4 separate regions of the Sus scrofa genome follow, and all the other regions are linked to region 1. Evidence: chromatin contacts called from public HiChIP or PLAC-seq data. All regions are on one chromosome and are shown on one strand. The core of a region is the stretch at or near the end of the contact, and the rest is flanking DNA. Distances in the headings are between cores, read along the strand shown.

Evidence for each region. HiChIP or PLAC-seq counts read pairs in DNA pulled down with a chosen protein or histone mark.
Region 2: a contact with region 1 is called in an H3K27ac HiChIP or PLAC-seq map of skeletal muscle, with 5 times the contacts expected there. The contact joins two enhancer-like sites. A contact is called at or near these places in 2 of 47 Hi-C or Micro-C datasets (omental adipose tissue and retroperitoneal adipose tissue) and 1 of 2 datasets of contacts at active chromatin or transcription factors (skeletal muscle).
Region 3: a contact with region 1 is called in an H3K27ac HiChIP or PLAC-seq map of skeletal muscle, with 2.0 times the contacts expected there. The contact joins two enhancer-like sites. A contact is called at or near these places in 1 of 47 Hi-C or Micro-C datasets (embryonic fibroblasts) and 1 of 2 datasets of contacts at active chromatin or transcription factors (skeletal muscle).
Region 4: an H3K27ac HiChIP or PLAC-seq map of skeletal muscle shows a contact between it and region 1. The contact joins two enhancer-like sites. A contact is called at or near these places in 5 of 47 Hi-C or Micro-C datasets (adipocytes, alveolar macrophages, embryonic fibroblasts and 2 more) and 2 of 2 datasets of contacts at active chromatin or transcription factors (alveolar macrophages and skeletal muscle).

What each region holds. Positions count from the first base shown.
Region 1 is chr7:112,048,754-112,051,903 of Sscrofa11.1, reverse strand. It overlaps NRDE2 (protein NRDE2 homolog), which reads left to right. Exons shown (of 14, transcript XM_021099603.1): 11 at 649-1,577; 12 at 2,654-2,792. Among named protein-coding and RNA genes, the nearest start is that of PSMC1, 22 kb to the right of the region's middle. Within about 2 kb of position 1,318, at least 9 of the 83 cell types and tissues checked have an H3K27ac peak or open chromatin away from gene starts, as enhancers often do. A contact at or near this core is called in skeletal muscle, where this site is marked.
Region 2 is chr7:112,451,823-112,455,329 of Sscrofa11.1, reverse strand. The region is part of intron 4 of TTC7B (tetratricopeptide repeat protein 7B); the gene reads left to right. Among named protein-coding and RNA genes, the nearest start is that of TTC7B, 66 kb to the left of the region's middle. Within about 2 kb of position 1,774, at least 8 of the 83 cell types and tissues checked have an H3K27ac peak or open chromatin away from gene starts, as enhancers often do. A contact at or near this core is called in skeletal muscle, where this site is marked.
Region 3 is chr7:112,308,529-112,312,074 of Sscrofa11.1, reverse strand. All of the region lies in intron 18 of TTC7B (tetratricopeptide repeat protein 7B), which reads left to right. Among named protein-coding and RNA genes, the nearest start is that of CALM1, 150 kb to the right of the region's middle. Within about 2 kb of position 1,339, at least 1 of the 83 cell types and tissues checked has an H3K27ac peak or open chromatin away from gene starts, as enhancers often do. A contact at or near this core is called in skeletal muscle, where this site is marked.
Region 4 is chr7:112,358,786-112,362,271 of Sscrofa11.1, reverse strand. TTC7B (tetratricopeptide repeat protein 7B) reads left to right here. Exons shown (of 20, transcript XM_021099609.1): 15 at 367-527. Among named protein-coding and RNA genes, the nearest start is that of TTC7B, 160 kb to the left of the region's middle. Within about 2 kb of position 1,356, at least 27 of the 83 cell types and tissues checked have an H3K27ac peak or open chromatin away from gene starts, as enhancers often do. A contact at or near this core is called in skeletal muscle, where this site is marked.

The sequences.
Region 1 (3,150 bases), core at 69-2,568:
TTGACTCTTCTGCCCTCTGCTGGCCACCAGGTAGTATTGAATTTTAACACCCAAAGTTCTGACCCTTTAACTGCAGGTTGCACACACCAGGCTGTATTACTTAAATAGTGTCTGGTAGGAGTTCCCATCGTGGCTCAGTGGTTAACAAACCCGACTAGCATCCATGAGGACGCAGCTTCGATTCCTGGCCTTGCTCAGTGGGTTAAGGATCTGGCATTGCCATGAGCTGTGGTATATGTTGCAGATGCAGCTCAGATCTAGCATTGCTGTGGCTGCGGTGTAGGCCTGTGGCTATTGCTCCGATTCAGCCCCTAGCATGGGAACCTCCATATGCTGTGGGTGCAGCCCTAGAAAGATAAAAAAGACAAAAAAAAAAAAAAAAAAAGTAAAATCTCGTGGTCACCTTCGTTTGGAGACGAGCATTTGAAGTATGTAAGCCTTGTTTATAGAGGTTTTGGTTGGAAAGCTGGATATGTTCATTTGGGGGCACCTATGGCTTTGGTAAAATCCTGATTTGTTTCCCGGTTCAGAGAGTCTAAGCGTTTACCGAAACACATGACGAAGGAAGGCAGCCTAGACGCTGTAGGACAAAGGGATTGCTTTAACCCCACAGAGCACTTGGAGTCATTCTTGTCTTCTTACCTTTAGGTCATTTGGTGTCTGCACACTAAAAACAAGAAGAGATTAAAGTCACAAGGAAAGAACTGCAAAAAACTAGCCAAGAATCTCCTTAAGGAGCCAGACAACCGCAACAATTTTTGCCTCTGGAAGCAATATGCGCACCTGGAGTGGCTGCTCGGCAACACAGAAGATGCCAGAAAAGTTTTTGATACAGCACTCAGCATAGCAGGGAGCAGAGAACTGAAGGACCACGAGCTCTGTGAGCTGAGTCTCCTCTATGCTGAGCTGGAGGTGGAGCTGCTGCCTGACATGAGAGGGGCCGCTACAGCCCGAGCTGTCCACATACTGACCAGACTGACCGAGAACGGGCCCTACGGGCCTTACACGGGGCAGGTCTTGGCTGTTCACATTTTGAAAGCTCGGAAGGCTTATGAGCACGCGCTGCAGGACTGTTTGGGGGAGGGCTCTCTCTCCGATCCAGCTCCCCCTGATTCCTCCAACCGCCTGGTTAGCTTGGTTAAATGCTTTATGCTTTTCCAGTATTTGACCACTGGGATTGATGCTGCTGTGCGGATATATGAGCAGGTGTTTGCGAAACTCAAGGGCTCTGTGTCCGCCGAGGGCTGTGGCCTGGAGGGCAGCTCGAGCCCTCGGAGCCTGAGCGGTGTCCTCGAGGCTGCCGCCCTGATGCACACGAGCCTGCTCAGATTCCACATGAAAGTCAGCGTCTACCCTCTGGCTCCTCTGCGAGAGGCTCTCTCGGAGGCTCTAAAGTTGTATCCTGGCAACCAGGTTCTTTGGAGGTCATATGTACAGATTCAGAATAAGTCCCACAGTGCCAGTAAGACCAGAAGATTCTTCAACACAATGACCAGGTCTGCCAAACCCTTGGAGCCATGGTTGTTTGCAATTGAAGCTGAGAGAATGAGGAAAAGCCTGGTGGAAACCGTGCAGAGGTAATGATGGAGCGTTTTGTTCATGTGTCCACAAACCATTAAGCAATGCTTGCCGGTTGCCTGCTGCCTGCCAGGCCTCAGGAATGCAGAAACGAGTGTGGGCCAGGCCCTGGAACACCTGCTGTGGGTGGGCTCAAGGGCGTAGAATAACTCACTGAAAAAGTAATTAGAGACTTGCCAGCAGCAGCAGTTTTCGTTAGAAGCTTTTGTGGCTTTCTTCCTAGACTGCGCCTTTTGGGATCCTGAATGTAGCTTATGGTGCCTGAGTGGGGACTGCCAGGGCTTCAGGTGTCCGAGAAGCTGTAGAAAAGCATAGTGGCCAAGAACGTGGGCTCTGGAGTTGGAATCTGGGGTCAAATCCAGCTCCTCCACATACCAGCTGTGTGATCTGGCCAAGTCTCTCATGTCTGTGGAAGGTTCCTTTTCTGCAAAATGGGAATAATTTAGAGAACCTACCTCAGAGAGTTGCTGGCGGGGGGGGGGGGGGGAAGTGCTGAGCGCAAAGTAACAAAGTACTAGCCTCTGCTGTCATGACTGATGGTAACAGTGGCATGTTTTAAGTGTCATCCTTTGATACAGTAGTTTATCTAAAGGCTAAATGATAGGCTTGGGAACATATTAGCTAAGGTATCGTGATTCCTTCCAGAATCTTTATGGTTATAAATTGACTGTTCAGAATTGCTTCTGGATAGTATTTCAGTTTACTTTTTTTTTTTTTTTAATTTCTTGCATGAGGTTTTATTTAGTCTGCTTTCAGTTGAAAGGTGTTTCCTTCCCATACAGTAAAATTTGCATTCTGCTGATGAGAAGGTCGGTTTTCCTTAGAAAACCGAGAAGCAAGGAGTTTGTGAGCCTTCTAGGCAGACTCAGCGTGGTGGAGGCACCACAGAACCATGGATGCAGGCTTCTTCCGGCCCTGGAAGAGCCACAGCGTACCCGTACCTGCCCCCAGCACCCTCAGATTGGGGGACAGCACCAGTCCAGTTGTCACTGGCGTTTGCTGTACTTGCGGATCTCTTCCTACTGCGGTGTAGGGATGAGAGCTGTCTCGGAGTGATGGTGCCTTTGTCTCGTAGGGTGGACGGGAGAGAGGTCCATGCCACCATTCCCGAGACCGGCCTGACACACCGGATCAGTGCCCTGTTTGAACAAGCATTGCGGAGTGACCACGGCAGCCAGTGCCCCTTATTGTGGAGGATGTATTTGAAGTTTTTGGTAAGTTTTTGTCTCTCTGTCCTCCTTCCTAAGTGCGATGTGTAGGTGGCCAGTAGCCATTGCACTGGGGACTGGGAGGCTTCCCCCTACACCTCGGCCTTGGCTCATCCTGGGGGGTCCTGGTGGAATGACATCAGGACTTGGAAGGGGTCGCATGTTGCCTCTTGCACCGGAGGCTTTGATAGAGTGACAGGAGGGTGCCGGGACCAGGTGGTGCAGCAGGACGTCGAGGGACTTTCTCTGAGTCGACTTTGTTGAGTCAACAGCTTGGAAATAGTCTAAGAGCTTTCATCTGAAAAAGACCTAAACTCGTTGCTGTTCTGCTCATAAGAATTTTCAGGTCTTGGAGTTATTGTTG
Region 2 (3,507 bases), core at 525-3,024, 400 kb before region 1:
GGTGCTGGGATCCCAGCCTTGCTACCCCTTAGCTGTGGGACGTCGGGCAAGTCACTCAACCTCTCTGTGCTGCCTCCGAATCCTCAACTGTAAAGTAGCAATAATAATTGTTCTGAGGCTTTTGTGAGCATAAAATGGGCTCATTCATGGGCTTCTAGAACACGTTTAGCACCCAGTAAATGTTAGTTTTGCTGTCATTAATCTGTTCCTATGTTACCTGGCAGTGGAATCCTTCCCAACCTTTGAAGATTTCAGATATTTAGATAAAAATATGGAGTATTTAAACATGCTGCCAAGTTCCCATTGTGGCTCAGCGGTAATGAACCTGACTAGTATCCGTGAGGACGGGGGTTTAATCCCTGGCCTCATTCAGTGGGTTAAGTTCCTGTGAGCTGTGGTGTAGATCGCAGATGCAGCTCAGATCCGGCGTTGCTATGGCTGAGGTGTAAACCGGCAGCTGTAGTTCGGATTTGACCCCTAGCCTGGGAACTTCCATGTGCTGCTGGTGCTACCCTAAAAAAAAAAAAAGAAAAAGAAAAATTTAAAATAAACATGCTGCTTTATTAAAAATGTTAAATAATTTGAAAGAGAATTTATGGAGTAAATTTATTTCTGGAGAATCTGGTTTTCTGTTTCGTGCATGGACATAAGGTTCCGGAGTCTCCATATCACATCCTGTCTGGGTTCTGAATTTCTCTTACCTGGCTGTTTGATCTTGGTCCAGTTGTTTCTGTGTGCTTCACACTTCCAAGTTCGTGGTGGGGTTCATACCGCCTGACTTGTCTGAGGCTAGAAACCCAGTGAGCCGCCAGTGTTTTCCGCCCAGGATGATAGGAGCTTTCCCCGTGTTATTTTCCTTCCTTGTTCCAAACGTGGAGGGAGGGCCACGGACACATAGAATATGTGAGATCTGTGTACACCGAATACTTGTGCAGTGTTGTCCTTGTTATATTAGGGTTACAGAGACCGCCACTGATAGTTTTTTTTTTTTTTTTTTTTTGCAACTCCCGCACCAAAACTGTATTTTGTAAATTTTGACCCCTTATTACTCCCATGTTATGGTATTTTCAACTGTCAAGTGTACAAGGTAAAGACAAAATTTAGTTAGATGGGGGTTGCACCTGGAACATAAATTTCTTAAACTCCATATACACATGTTCTCCGAAGGGGAATAAAAGATACCTCCCAAACTGTGCATATAGAATACTTGAATCAAGTAAATCAAATTAACATAGATAGGATTAAAAATGACATGAGATGGCCTTGATTCGCTTATCTGGGGACTTTGGCATGACGCCAGCAGTAAATAAAGTTATCTGCCCTACAAGGAGCTTCTGGCGGGGGCGGGGAGATGTGATAGGAATAAAGGTGACTTCATCCTTGAATAGCAGAATCTGAGCTCTGCGTTTGGCAAATGAAATCATCCTGTCTCTGTCCTTTGCACGCATCAGCCAACCGGCTGGCTCTGGCTTTCTCGAGCTGAAGCAGCGCCACAGTGGAACTCGACCTTCTGCTGACAGTTCATTCCTTTCACACCTTATTTTAGAAAAGAAGTTAATGCTAAATGGCGGGACAGGCATAGAGTTTTTTTCACGGGTGGCTTCAGCGCTAAAGTCTTAGGAAGAAACAACTGGTGTCTTGGTATTGCGGGGCCAGCCCCCAGCCCAGAGTTCTCCGTGCATCAGGCGTCGTTCGCTGGTCAGCAGGGTCAGCCCTCCTGTGGCCTGTGCCTCCCTCCAGGAAGAACTTGCAGTGACACGGCTGGATTGGCTTAAGGTTGCTGTGTGTCTTGAACTTAAACCCTGTGTCCTCGGAAAAGTACTCAGCGCTGCGGATGCAGAAGGAGGGGTGTGACTCTGGCGGTGCCAGTGGCTGTGCTTTTGGCTTTAAAACGTGAGACAGTAAAGACAGATTCTTCCTTCCTCTCCCCTTGCCTGTCCCCGTCATTTCACTCAAGCCAGAGCAGCAAGTTGCGGTTCATGGCTTAAGGTAGTACATCTGAATGAGTTACTTCCTTAAAGAAATGTCAAGAAACCCACTGGCCAGGAAGTTGCTCTGACTTTGAGCCTGCCCTCTGACTGGCCGGAGAGGAGGCTACCACACACTTAAAACTGAGTTAGAAAAGTCTGGCAACCAGGAAAGAATAATAGCTAATTTTAATTTTTGTACGTTCTTGGTTGGTCTTTGTCCTCATAGTGTTGTAGCATTAAAGGGTTTTTCTATCTGTCTTTTTTGGCTCAACATTTTGTCAGAACCTCAAAGTGTTTTTATGGCTCTAGAATATTTTATCAAGTGGATGGCCTCTGTGATATAATTCACTTATAGCTGCGTATAATCTGTTTTTCTGATGCTATGATGCAGTTTCCTTTGGGAGCTTCCCTTTGTTTTGCATTGTTTCCGAAAGGCAGGTTCCCAGAAATGTGTGTGTCCAGTTGCTTCTTACAAGTCATCTTCTACCCCTGGCAGTACAGGAGGGTCGAAATTGTTTTAAAGTCACTTTGCTGATTTGCTTGGTGAAAATGGTACTTTGCAGTTTGGTCTGTGTTTCTTTGACTCTCAGTCAGATTGAAATTTTTTCCATCTATTTCCTTACTAACTATATCTTTTTTCTGGTCTTTTCTTTTTTTAAATCACAGCATTATGAAAATATAATTCACATACCATAGAATTTACCCATGAAAGTGTTCAATTTAATAGTTTTTAATGGAATCACAGTTGTGCAACTGTCACCAATATTTAATTCCAAAACATTTTCATCAACCCCAAAAGAAACCCATTAGCAGTCACTCCCCATTTACCTCCTATTTCCCTAGTCTCTATAGATTTGAATATTCTGGACATTTCATATAGAACTATACAATATGTGGTCTTTTATGACTGCTTTCTTTGGCTTAACATAATGTTCTCAAGATTCATCCATGTTGCAGCACTCATTGGTACTTCATTTCTTTTTTTTTTTTTAATTGTTTGGTTTTTTTGGCCGGGTCTGTGGCGTGTGGAAGTTCCTGGGCCAGGTATCGAGCCCAAGCTACAGAAGTGACCTGGGCCACTGCAGCGACAACACCAGATCCTTAACCTGCTGCGCTGCAAGGGAACTCCCTCCATTTCTTTTTATTGCCAAATAATATGCCATCGTATGGATATACCACATTGTGTTTATCCGTTCATCATTTTATCATTTATCATTTGGGTTGTTTCCACTTTGGGCTATTATAATAATGCTGCTGTAACTAGTTGTAAACAAGATTTTGTGTGGACAAAGTTTTTCATTTTTCCTAGGAGTGAAATCGCTAGGTCGTGTGGTCACTTTATGTTTAACCGTTATATTTCTTTTTTGACTCTTTGTATACTTTCTCTCTGGTTTTGAGGTGTAGTAGTATTCTTATAATTTCAATAAAGTCTTTATGCCATAAATACATTAACCTTTTATCATGTTTGCTCTGAATGATTTCCCAATCAGTAATTTTCCATTTTTAACGTGCTCATAAATTTAAACCTGTATATAGT
Region 3 (3,546 bases), core at 90-2,589, 260 kb before region 1:
GCTGGGCATCCCCTGATATTTAGACAGCAACTACACACTTTTGTGGTCTCTTTTCCTAAAAGTTCCATGTATCTCCCAGTGCCATTTGTATAAGCACCGTCTTATAAAGAAAGTCGGAAGAGTTGTTTTACTCCATTTGGCAGAAGGGAAATCGGACTAGACCGAAGCCAGCACCTCTTCCATCTCATTGGGGCAGGGGTCGGGAGAGTTGAAGCCAAGCATCTTATGTTTGTTGCACTTGACACCAAGCTCCCTAGGAAACATCTACCCCCTTCTTGAGCATGCGCACCTTATCGCTGGCCACTGCAGAGTCACACTTCCCAGTCAGTCAGACTGGAACCAGAGTCTTCCCCAGGCCAAGTGGCTTCTTAGTGCCCATCCTTCAATCTCCACTTTGGGATGGCAGCTAAAAATGACTTTGCAGTAGGTGGATAATTTCTGCTTGTTACTTACTAATAATTATAGCTTTCACTTTGGCACCTCTCACAGTTGAAACCAGCGGCTATTCTTAGATGTGCAAGATCAGATTTTCTGATTTCTGCTGGGAATGTAAAGCTGTGATCCACACATGCATTCCTTGGCCCTGGCTCGACCCGGCCAGTTCACCTCCCCCCGCCACCAGGCTTCTCCCAGCCCCTGGGAAGCTGGGTTGAAGCGTAATCCTGTAGCATGGCCACCATGACGAGATGAAGACAGCTCCTGGACAGGTGGCGTGAGGGTCACTGCACAGGGAGTGCCTGCGGGAGGGAACACGCAGTACCCAGGGGGCAGGCCCGCCCTGACGCAGTGCCAATCTCCATGGGTCAGTCCCGCCAGATCTGCCCCTTCTACGGCCCCAGGGGTTTGGATTCCTGTCTACAGTGTGCAGGAAGCTAACGTTTACCAGGCACTGTGCATGTGTCAGACGTTATTCCAAGGACTTTCTTTGTTTTAACTTGGTTCATCCTTGTAATAGGCACCCAAGGCCGAAATACTCTTCATCACCCCCATTTTACCAACAAAGAGACTAAGACAATAGCTCTCAAGTCACCTGGGGTTACATGGTTAATCAGTGGAGAAGCGAGAATTCAAACCCAGTCAGTGTGGCCCCAGAACCCCAGCCCCTGCCCAGGGCAGGCACTGAGCCCCATGCGCACAGAATCTGTGCACATCGGCGTTTGTGCTGCCTTCGGGGCGAGGCTCTGGAGTGCCCTGGTCAGAAGACAGACACAGGCTCAGCCTTCATGGAGTTTGAGATGAGAAACGGAACAATTGCAGAAGCACTTGATTCCCCCCGCGCCAAGAGCCGAGTGCCCTGGCTGGGGGGGTAGTGCGGGCTCTGCCAGCACTGGGAATAGAGATCTTCCCCAGCCGAGGCCAGCCGAGACCTGAGCACTGGCAGGTGCAGGACGCCTGCGGGCAGGCCTGCAGACCGCGTGAGCTCTGAGCGTTAGAGGCCACAGGGCCTGAAGCCAAAATAGGAAGACTTGCATGGCCAAGGTGAGGTGGGAAGAGCCAGCCCTGGTGACCAGGTCAAGATCTCTTCCTAAACACACTGAAAAGCTGTGGAAGGATGTCCAGCAGGGGGTGAAAGGCCCAGAGGGAGGTTTCTAAGATCCCACCCGCTGAGTGTGGGGCGCGGAGTGGGAGGCAGCACAGTGGAAAGGGTGGGTCAGGACCACGGGTCTGCGTGACCAAGGGGAACAGCTGGTCTGAAGTGGCATCAAGAGGCTGGAGAGAAGGGAAACCTGAGATGCATTTTCCAGGTAGAACTGATGGGACCTGCTGATAGATTAGACGTGGGGGTGAAGGCAAAGGAGCCCTGTGTTGGGGCTGGAGTCGGCGGGTGACTGATGATTCCACGTTCTGCCATGGGGCGGGGGAAATGGATGGGCAGGGCTCAGGGAGCAAGAGAAACCAGAGTCCTGTTCGAACCCTATTTGAGCCCTTTTTTTTTTTAATTTGAGTGTGTCGGGTGCCTGGGGACATGCAAGTGAAGGTGTCAGGTCGGTGGCTGGATATTCAAGTCTACACTTGAGATTTCGGCTCGAAACATAAGTTGGGAGTAGGAGTTAAAGCCCAGGGCTGTGATGAGAAGGCCTAGGAAGAGACTATTGACGGAGGAGAGAAAGGGCCAGGACCCAAACCTGAGCCCCCAACATTTAAAATTTAGGGAGGAGAGGAAAAGCCAAAGGATCAGGAAGGAAGTGGGCAGCAAGGCAGGAGGAAACCAGGGCCAAGGGGGTTTACAAAGGAGCCTGCCCGGTGCGATGATCGAGGACTCGGACCCGTGGAGGTCCTGGTCCTACATGGTCTAGCAGTGGTACCTACTCCCTCGAGCCCTAGTCTTCTTCTCTGCAAAACAGTGACAGTTGTGACAGTCCCACAGGACAATGCTCAGAGAGGGTTAAGCAGGTAGCATCTACTGTCTATTAAAAGAAAGGTCTTCGGAGTTCCAGTCCTGGCTCAGCGGTAATGATCTCGACTAGGATCCATGAGGATGCGGGTTCCATCCTTGGCCTCACTCCATGGGTTAAGGATCCAGCGTTGCCGTGAGCTGTGGTGTAGGTCACAGATGTGACTTGGATCTGGCGTGGCTGTGGCTGTGGCATAAGCCAGCAGCTGCAGCTCCAATCTGACCCCTAGCCTGGGAACCTCCATATGCTGCAGTGCGGCCCTAAAAAGATAGATGGATGGATAGATAGATAGATAGATACATAGATTGATAGATAGATAAATGATACATGGATGGATAGATGATACATGGATGGATAGATGGATGGATAGATGGATGGATAGATAGATGATATGTAGATGGATGGATAGATGATACATACGTAGATGGATGGGTAGATAGATGATACATACGTAGATGGATGGATAGATAGATGATACGTAGATGGATGGATAGATAGATGATACATACGTAGATGGATGGATAGATAGATGATACATATGTAGATGGATGGGTAGATAGATGATACGTAGATGGATGGATAAATAGATGATACATATGTAGATGGATGGATAGATAGATGATACATATGTAGATGGATGGGTAGATAGATGATACGTAGATGGATGGATGGATAGATGATACATATGTAGATGGATGGATAGATGATACATACGTAAATGGATGGGTAGATAGATGATACGTAGATGGATGGATAGATAGATGATACATACGTAGATGGATGGATGGGTAGATAGATGATACGTAGATGGATGGATGGATAGATAGATGATACGTAGATGGATGGATGGATAGATAGATGATACATACGTAGATGGATGGGTAGATAGATGATACGTAGATGGATGGATAGATAGATGATACATATGTAGATGGATGGATGGGTAGATAGATGATACGTAGATGGATGGATGGATAGATAGATGATACGTAGATGGATGGCTAGATGATAGGTAAGATAGAGATCTTTAAGGTGGCTCTGGCAGGTAGCAAGTGCTGCTGGGAGGTTGAATAAGGTGGAGACAAAAGCACTGCTTGCACTTGGCGTCTGGGAGTTGTTGGTGACCTGAGAAGACAGGTTTGGGTGGGAA
Region 4 (3,486 bases), core at 107-2,606, 310 kb before region 1:
TTGTTATGTGTCTCCATTTAGAATGAAGTTATCTCGGGCATAATGAAAAGTAAATCAGTTTTGTGGAAAGAGAGAAACCGTTTGTTTAGGGAGAAACAAGGGATTTGGTATGGGCTGTTCTCCTGGGAAACAAGAGTCTCTTGTGTCACTTCATTCGTCACACTGTCACTTGAAGGAGGCCTCTGTTTCCACATCTGTGGTTCACATCTCGGGACTGTCAGAAAGACAGCTTCACATGCGGCAGAAAGGGAAGCAGCTCCTGATAGTGACAGAGCGTCAGGTGCTCAAGTGGTGGCTTCGTGTGTGTGTGTGTGTGTGTGTGTGTGTGTGTGCGTAACAAGTCTTTTCGGTTTTGTTTTAAACCAGATACCCGAGGCTCTGGGATACGTCCGCCAAGCCCTTCAACTTCAAGGCGACGATGCCAACTCCCTGCACCTCCTTGCCCTCCTGCTCTCAGCACAGAAGCATTACCATGACGCCCTGAACATCATTGACATGGCCCTGAGTGAATACCCAGAAAACTTTATGTAAGTCTTGTCCCGTAGATGGAAGGTGTTACATTTACTTCTTTCCCGTGCCTTCTCTTCAGCCTGTCTAAGCCCTTCACGGGACACCCCAGCGGCAAACAGTACAGAATTCCCCTCCCTCTTGCTTTCTCGTGATGTTTAGACACGAACGTCATCTGTCAGGTCAACCTTCCTAAACTGAAATTCTCTCCGTTCTTCCCCCATGTATACCTTTGGGGCACACCCGATGATTTTAAATGGATTATGGTGAACATTTTTATATTGATAGGCATTTTAAAAGGTTCATGAGAAAAAAATACAGCTGCACAGCAAAGTGTGATTTCATAGAATTGTTGCCCAGAGGGAGACTCTTAAGAATTTTTAAATGAGCTGTTTTAAATTCAATTTAAAGGAACATATTAATATACGTGGAGGTGGCAGAAGCTGTATGGAGCAAACTCCAAAGACTGAAATTTGGGAAACGTTGCTTTACAGCTTCTTTGCCCTACGTTGCCAAGGACGCTCATTAGTTCCAGGTGATTAGTATATTTTAGGCAACTTTGACAAGGATACCTGACCTCTCTGTATCTTCGTTTTATTCTCTAAGAAGTGGAATTCCTTCAGTCCGTCAACAGTGTCTGCAAGTAATCCAAGAGTTGTCCTTACAAACTGCCATGTGATGGAATTGTCTGCTTATCTCCACCTCTTCCCTCTGAATCCCTGAATCCAGGCCCGCTGGTTAGGCTCTGTTGAGAAGGACATTGTCTTTTGGGCGACACGGTTCCCATTTTATCCTCAGTGGAGTAGCTTAGTAACCAGCGGCCAGAAACAGTAAACAGTCGCGCAGGCTGGCAGGTTCTAATTGTCTAAGTGGCAGGGTCAGCAGTGGGCGGGGGCCGGGGGAGAAGGGAAGGCTGGCTCTCTTCACTTTCAGAAATAATGCAGTCGCAAATTTGAAGTGGATCGGCCTTGGCTTTATTTCTCTGCCTCATCACCTCACTGTGGTTTTAATCAGTGTGTTTCAGCAGCTCCCCTTGGAAAATTGGTTCACACATTTCCATTACAAACATTGCTTTGTCTTCAAGTGAAAAGGGCACTTCTCCTGTCCCCGTCGAGAAAATTCTCATTATAATCCAGGAAACCTCTGACTAGAGAGTTCTTTTGTAGGTTCAGCTATTTATGCAGAGTGAATTAAAGAGCTTTGCTGCAGTGTTTCACTTCTTGCCGATCTCAAACCTGCTCTTTTGCACACCGAGTACATTTCTGGATTTTATCCAAAGCTGTCTAGTCCGTGGAACCTTAGAGGGTGCAAGCACTTAAAAAAATACCCAGGCCTTTACCCATCAGTCGTAAAGCACAGCCTGATGCAATTGCATTCGGTGTCTCTCACCAACATTTATAAATTAGCCGTCCCTCCCCAGCACCTTCCTTAGCTGTGAGACATTAGACTCCAGTGTGTGGCTCCTGCAAAGACAGCCTGGGGTGTCATCCGAGAGGAGGCTTATTAAACTAATAGCCACACCGCACAGTAAGCAGTAAACAGTGGTGGCTAATATGGTAATGCCTCCAAGTGACAGCAGCTGACAGCCTTTTCAAGTAGTAGAACTAAGGAACAGCAGTAGAGATATTTGAGGAATGCAAGCCTGTTATTTTAATGTTAAGCTGTAAGCTCAAAAAAGCCAAGCATATGGCAGCAGGGCTGAGAGCAGTGGATGACTTGTTTGCTTTTTAAATATTTGTATTTTTTCCTTTGTGATGGGAAACTTCTTCCCAAGAACCCTTTATTAAAAGTTGGGGCCAGATGTATTCAGTGGATCCCATGGTTTTTTTTTTTTTTTTTTTTTTTTTTTCTTTCCCCCCAACCTAGGTCAAACATTTCAACACCAACCTAAACAAGATGACGTGGGCACTTGTCCCAACTGCCATGTAGCATTATCTGTTTGTTTGTGACAAGCCTGTCTCCAGCAGAGGAAGCCTGGGATGGCCTCGTGTTTCTCGAGTCTGAGTGGCCATTAACCTCCCACGGGCTGCGTCTGTGGTAGGTGGCTCGTCAGCCTCTGCTGGATGGAGGTGAGAGCCCGTCCCACTGTGAGGGTCAGGCCTGCCCAACTGTTGAACGGAGAGCTCACTTAACCGGCCTCCGAGCCTGATGCAGAGAAGTACAGAATTTTTTGGTCCCTGTTAAGTTTATTCAAGATACTTAACCACCAACTTATCTCATGGCGACAGTAAGGATGGGTAAACACTGGCTAGACCAGCTGCTCCTCCAAGGGCGTTCAGCTGTCCTCGCAAGCACTTTGAAGGCATTTGTGCGTGGTTCTCCATGGTAGAGAGGAATTCATATTTTATCACTACTGCTAATACAGTGTCTTCAAATGTGATGTTTTAGAATGCTTTAAAATTTTAAAATGTTGAGTAGAAGCAAAATACTATTTATTAAATCTATATAAGATAATAATATAGGAGTTCCTGTTGTAGCTCAGCAGTAATGAACCTGACTGGTATCCATGATCCCTGGCCCCAGTCAGTGAGTTAAGGATCCAGCCGTTGCCCTGAGCTGTGGTGTAGGTCGCAGATGCAGCTCGGATCCCGTGTTACTGCGGCTGTAGCTCTGACTCCACCCCTAGCCTGGGAACTTCCACATGTTGCAGGTGGGGCCCTTAAAAAAAAAAAAAAAAAAAGATAATAATACAACTAACAGGAGTTCCTGCTGTGGTGCAGTGGGTTAATGATCCAGCTCCTCTCTGTGGCGTTGCCTGTTCGATCCCTGGCCCAGCACAGAGGGTTAAGGATCTGGTGTTGCCGCAGCTGTGGCGGAGCTAACAGATGTAGCCTGGATTCTGTACCCTGGTCCAGGAACTTCCAAATGCCTTGGGTACAGTCAAAAAAGGGAAATAATAGGAGTTCCCGTTGTGGCTCAGCAGAAACGAATCCAACTGGGAACCATGAGGTCATGGGTTAGATCCCTGGCCTCACTCAG